Linked DNA regions of Mus musculus: region 2 is linked to region 1. A link is a contact called in public HiChIP or PLAC-seq data. All regions are on one chromosome and are shown on one strand. Each heading gives the region's core, a stretch centred on a gene start, on an enhancer-like site or on the middle of the called end of the contact. The rest is flanking DNA. Distances are from core to core; before and after follow the strand shown.

Region 1 (2,854 bases), core at 271-2,770:
TCCGTGAGGTATTTGCAACTAGATCAAGCTGCCGCTGCCTGCTAACCTGTGAATTGAACTGCCGATTTCCAGACAACACTGAGTTGCTCCAAAGAACCTTTCTAAACAGGTCCATTTCCCACATATCCTTTCTTTTCTACTACCTCTGGTGGGGTGGTGGGCTACAAGGAAGGTTAAAGCATTTAAGAACCATCGTTAATAATAGGATTTGAAAAAAAAATTAAAGCTAGAGTTACTCCAACTCCAAGCTGCACAGGGGTTCGCTATGCAAAGATGTGATAAATACACCCTATCTACTCCCTTCTAACCTTTGCAGCCCCCAATCCTTCATTCTAATAGAATGATGAGTGGGAATTTTAGAAGGGTTAAAGACTAGACATGGTAAAGGGATTTAAGATAAACCTTGGTAGGTATTAAACACTAAACACAGTACAAGGGGCAGTTAGGACAATAGTCCAAGATCCTGGAGGTCCAGTCTGAATGACTTGATCCAAGATACGGCCCTAAGAGCAGGTTCCTGAAGTTGCTATGAGGCACGACAGGGTATGAGAGACCACGTTGTTGACTAGGTCATCTGCGTAGACCCTGCCATAGTTCACATGGATGTTGTTATTAACACAGAGCTAGCCAGTATGAACAAACCAATGGAACCTTTCTCTATTCCTGGAAAAAAAAACGACTTAGAGCACAGGACAAAGGGTTACTGTGCTGTTTCTTCCCTGTAAAATGAAATAGTAATTTTGATGGATTTGGTGGGACATTTAGGAGCCAAGTCAAACTGTGTGGGTAATTGTTTTGTAAAGGTGCTAGGACTTAATTTTCAGATCTGGAATGAGAACAGGTGGTGGTTGGTGGCAGGAGTTACAATGGTTTCCATGACAACGGGATCGGATTTTAGTCATCTTTCCCATCCTCCACAAAACATACTGCCGCTTTCTTCATAAGGTGCTTATTAAATACTTGTTAAATGAATGATGAACCACTGAACGGTGTGTGCTCTTTGCAATTAAGGTTGCTGTTCTTTCGCTAGACTAAAAGCTTTTAGAGCAACAATAATTACTGTGTTTACTTATGATATTTTGCATAATTTGCATAATAACTTAAGACCTGAACATAATAAACTATGCACTCTCGTTCCAGTTGAACATCCCTGGCCCAAATCATGTCCTTTGCCGTGGAAGAAGTAGCCCCGATGTTTGGTTAGAAAGACTTTACAAAGGGTTGGGGGGACCTGTGGTGAATTTGTGTTCTCTCTCCAGCCTGAGGCCAGACCCTCCCCCCCCCCCCCTTCTCAGGTCTGCGCAGGCGCCGGAGCCCCTCCCCCTTCCTTCCCGCGCTCAGGCAGGAGCTGGGCGCCAGGATCCAAGCTGCGCTAGCGGGCGTCCCGCGTTGCCCTTGGCAACCATTGAGCAGCTTTTTTTGCTCTCCCCGCCCGGGCCGAAGCAGTAAACGGAGCTTCTATTGGCTGGCCTGGGCAGCCGAGCCAATCGGAAGAGAGGTTACAGGGAGGCGGCTGAGTGGGGGCTGGAGGGGGGTAGGAAGCTAGATTAGTAGCCAGACGTGAGGCTAGAACCCCGAGCGTGGTCGGTTGGAGCAAATATGTCTGCCCGGAGGCACATTGGGAATCCTGAGGTGAGGGCCAGGTCCGGACCCGAGAGCCGGAGGGGGCGGGCGCACCGGAAAAGGCGCCACGTGGGCAGGGACGAACAGCCGGCCACTTCCGCCGCCCGGAAGGCGGGAAGTGGCCAGCGTGAGGAGGGGGCCGAGCGCAGGGCCTGGGGCGGGGCAGGCCGAGGCTCCACGTCAGTGGCACCCGCCGGTGCCGGGCGTGCTCGCCCCACAAAGACCCACCGGACACCGACGTTCGAGGCTTGGAGGAGCCAAGTACATAAAGACACAGCCCCTGCCCTCAAAGAGTTTACAGTCTAGGAGTGACACCTGCAAACAAAGTAAAAATCAAAGACCCCCAAAACATGGAAGGAGGTGAAGGGGCCCATCACTTCTGAGTTGGGGTACCCCAGGCCAAGCCGCCCTTGCAAAGGGAGCAAAATAGGGCCCTTTGTTCTCCTTTACCCTCAGTGCCCTTGTGCATTTGTAGCAGTTTAATGTCACCCAGTGTTATTTGACCCTTACCAAACAAGTAACCAGACCTACAAAGAGAACGACAGAGTCTCTACAGTAGAGTTCAGTCTAGTGATGGAAATTGGTGAGCTTCGGGAGAGAGATGGAGGAGGAAAGACAGCACTCAAGCTGAGAGAAGGAGGGGCGTTCTTGAGCTGAAAAGGCCCCAACCCATCAAGGCCACTCGTGAGTCAGGTGAAGAGCTTGCTAGAACAGCCTGTGTAAAGCCAAGGAGAGCTTCAACTCCGACCAAGTCCCAGTAGGAGTCTACAGAACAAAAGGCAATTTGAGAGGGGCCTTCTGCACCTTCATAGCAAACACCAGTTGTAGGTCTTGGATTTCTTGTTGAATGCCTGGTGTCGGAAACTGTGGCATGTGTATTGGAGTGCCATGATAGTAATGTCTGTTATTTTGGTGGGGTTTTTTGTTTGTTTGGTTGTTTTTTGTTGTTGTTGTTTGGTTGGTTGGTTGTCTCTGAGACAGTCTCACTATGTAGCTCCAGCTGTCCTGGAACTCACTATGTGGACTAGGCTGGCCTCAAACTTAAAGAGATCCACCTGCCTCTGCCTCATAGATACTGGAATTTAAAGGCATGTGCCGCCACTACTAAACCTTGATAGTGATGTGTAAATATTACACAGTGTCACTTACATTTGGAGTCTAAAGTCCAACTCAGTGAAGTAGAAATTAGAATAATGGTCACCAGAAGTTAGGGATATAGCGTCTGGGACAA
Region 2 (3,143 bases), core at 380-2,879, 140 kb before region 1:
TTGTGCAGGAGCTTAATTTGATGTTTGATGTTCATCAGGCCTACCTGTTATTTCCTGAGGTGTTGGAGTCTTACTCAGAAAGTTTGTGCTTGTCCCCATATCTTGAAATGTTTCTACTTTATTTTGATAGTTTCAAAGTTTCAGGTCTTATATTAAGGTCTTTAGTGAATTTGAAGTTGACTTTTGTGCAGGGTGAAAGGTAAAGATTGTATTTCATTCTTTGTCACATGCATATCCAGTTTCCTAGCAGCCTGTGTGGGTGAGGCCATCTTTTCTCCAGTAGGCACTTTAGCACTTTTGTCAACAAACCATTTCCTATAGGTTTTCTAGTTTACTGGAAGATAATTCTTCAGAATACTTCTTAGTGAGCCTCTGGATTTCAGTGAATGTTTGTTGTAATATTCCTTCACCCCCTTTACCTCTAATGTTATTAATTTGAGTCTTTCTTTTGGTCACTTTGTCTAAGCATTTGTCAGTCTTGTTCATCTGTTCAAAAAAGCAACAGTTGGCCTGGTGGTGGTGGTGGTGGTGGCGCACGTCTTTAATCCCAGCACTCGGGAGGCAGAGACAGGCAGATTTCTGAGTTTGAGGCCAGCCTCGTCTACAAAGTAAGTTCCAGGACAGCCAGGGCTACACAGAGAAACCCTGCCTTGAAAAACCTAAATAAATAAATAAATAAATAAATAAATAAATAAATAAAAAAAAAAAATATAAATAAAAATAAAATAAGAAGAAATAATAGAGCAAGGTAGAATTTAATAAAATGAAGACCGTAAGAGGATCAGTGAAACTGTTGCTTTTTTATTTTTTTGTTTTTGTTTGTTTTCTTTTTTGTGTTGTTGTTGTTGTTGTTGTTGTTTGAGACAGGGTTTCTCTGTGTAGCCCTGGCTGTCCTGGAACTCACTCTTGTAGACCAGGCTGGCCTTGAACTCAGAAATCCACCTGCCTCTGCCTCCCAAGTGCTGGGATTAAAGGCGTGCACCACCACTGCCTGGCTCCTTATTTCATTTTTATCTACTAATTTTGTTTGGCTTGTTCTGTTTTGTTTTGTTTTGTTTTTTTCTAAGACTTAGAGGTACATCACTAAGAGATGATCAAAGTGTTCTCTTGCCTTGTTAATGCGTACACTAAGCACAACAAGCTTACCTCTTTTGTCTTTGCTGTATACAAAAAAATCTAATGAAGTGTGGTTTTTTTCACTTGTTTCTAGAATTTCTTTGCTTTTTAAAAACCATATATATATATATATATATATATATATATATATATATATATAGTAAACATCATTTGCATATTCAATCCTCATGTGTTTTAAGTGGCGCCTATAGTTTCTTGTGATACATCACGATTGCTGCCACCTCTCCCAGTCACCCCCTTCCACACCCCTCCCCCATTCTCATCTGAGAGGGTAGAGGCCCCCCTGAATATCCCCCTACCCTGGCACATCAAGTCTCTGGGAGTCTAGGCACATCCTCTCCCACTGAGGCCAGACAAGGTACCCCAGCTAGAAGAACATATCATCCCACAGACAGGTAACATTGAAAAAGAATTCAGAACTATGTCTACCTTTGTTAAGCACAGACTATAAGCTAGTTGGATGGGACCCTGCCCTGAACTTAGCATTTCTACCACAACTGAGTCTAACTTTGCTTTGTCCTAGGCTGATCCTGAACTCAGGAATCTATCTGCCTTTGTTAGCATAAACAAAAAATCTTAGCTGGGTGGAATCTCCTGTGATCACTGCTCCCTAAATCTCTCTCTCTTCTTCCTTAGCAATTGTCTAACTACTCGGTTCGTGGCATAGCTGCTTTTGTTCCTTTATATTCATGAAGCCCCTCATGTAATTCATATAGTATCCTTATTTTTGCATAGGTAAGAAATTATATATTTTCAAACTCATGTATTTAGAGCTCTTTCCTATAACCTTAAGGGCTGTCCTGAAAGTCCTAGAGTTTACCATTTTGCTGAGACATAGGCACACCCTCGACTCCTGGACTCCTGCTGTTTCTAATTATCACCGAGTCACTCACATTCACAGGGGGGAGTCTGAATTATGTACATTATTATACAAACATTCCTTGTAGCCACAGCAGCCAAGGACACTCTTGGAGGTTCACACCAGGGGCCCTGTCCCAGGGGCAGGAACCATGTCACTGTCCCCACCAAGGCCTGGCAGGGCTCAGTCACTGCTCCATCCTCTGTCCCTGCATTTCTTGTAGACAGGATAAATTTTGGTTAGAAAGTTTTGTCAGTAGGTTGGTGTCCCTATCACTCCACTGGGGTTCCTGCCTGGCTACATGAAGTGGCCTCTTGAAGTTCCATATCCCAATGCTGTGAGTCACAGCTAAGCTCACCCCATTGATTCTCGGGGTCCTCCCCTATCCTCGGTCTCTGGCAGGCCCTTGAGATACCCCACCACCACCAGTTGCAGATTTCCATTCATTCCATTCACCTCCTATTCCTCCCCATACTTGATCCTGAATTCCCCCTACACCATTCCTCTCCCCAGCCCCCCTCCCACCCAGTTCTCTTCCTCTATCTACCTCCTACAACTATTTTTGTTCCCCTTTCTAAGTGAGATTCAAGCATTCTTACTTGGACCTTCCTTCTTATTTAGCTTCTTTGGGTCTGTGGAGTGTAGTAGCATGTTTATCTTGTATTTTATGGCTAATATCCACTTTATAAATGAGTACATGCCATATATGTCCTTTGGATCTGGGTTACCTCACTCAGGATGATATTCTCAAATTCCATCCATTTTCCTGCAGAATTCATTATTTTTAATAGCTAAATAGTATTCTATTGTGTAGATGGACCACATTTTCTTTATCCATTCTTTAGTTGAGGGACATCTAGATTGTTTCCAGTTTCTGGCTATTACAAACAAAGCTGCTAGTTGAACAAGTGTTCCCGTGGTATAGTAGGGCATCTTGTAAGTATATGCCTAAGAGTGATATACCTGGGTCTTAAGATAGAATATTTCCTGTTTTCTGAGAAACTGCCACATTGATTTCCAACGTGGTTGTACAAGTCTGCACTCTGACCAGCAATGGAGGAGTGTTCCTCTTGCTCCACAGCTTCCCTAGCATGTACTATTGTAAGAGCCCGAAAATTCCTGAAGGAAGACCCCAGACTCAGATAGT

The links. HiChIP or PLAC-seq counts read pairs in DNA pulled down with a chosen protein or histone mark.
Region 2: a CTCF HiChIP or PLAC-seq map of the NIH/3T3 cell line shows a contact between it and region 1, with 11 read pairs. The contact joins the enhancer-like site here to the promoter of Cep41 in region 1. A contact is called at or near these places in 1 of 39 promoter capture datasets (cranial neural crest), 1 of 15 datasets of contacts at CTCF or cohesin (the NIH/3T3 cell line), 2 of 115 datasets of contacts at active chromatin or transcription factors (the NIH/3T3 cell line and pancreatic cancer cells) and 2 of 9 other capture datasets (adipose tissue and pancreatic islet).

Annotation. Positions count from the first base shown.
Region 1 is chr6:30,692,415-30,695,268 of GRCm38.p6, reverse strand. It overlaps Cep41 (centrosomal protein 41), which reads left to right and starts at 1,520. Exons shown (of 11, transcript NM_031998.3): 1 at 1,520-1,632. The coding sequence starts at 1,600.
Region 2 is chr6:30,831,322-30,834,464 of GRCm38.p6, reverse strand. The region is part of intron 9 of Copg2 (coatomer protein complex, subunit gamma 2); the gene reads left to right. Among named protein-coding and RNA genes, the nearest start is that of Gm38781, 54 kb to the left of the region's middle. Within about 2 kb of position 1,629, at least 6 of the 459 cell types and tissues checked have an H3K27ac peak or open chromatin away from gene starts, as enhancers often do.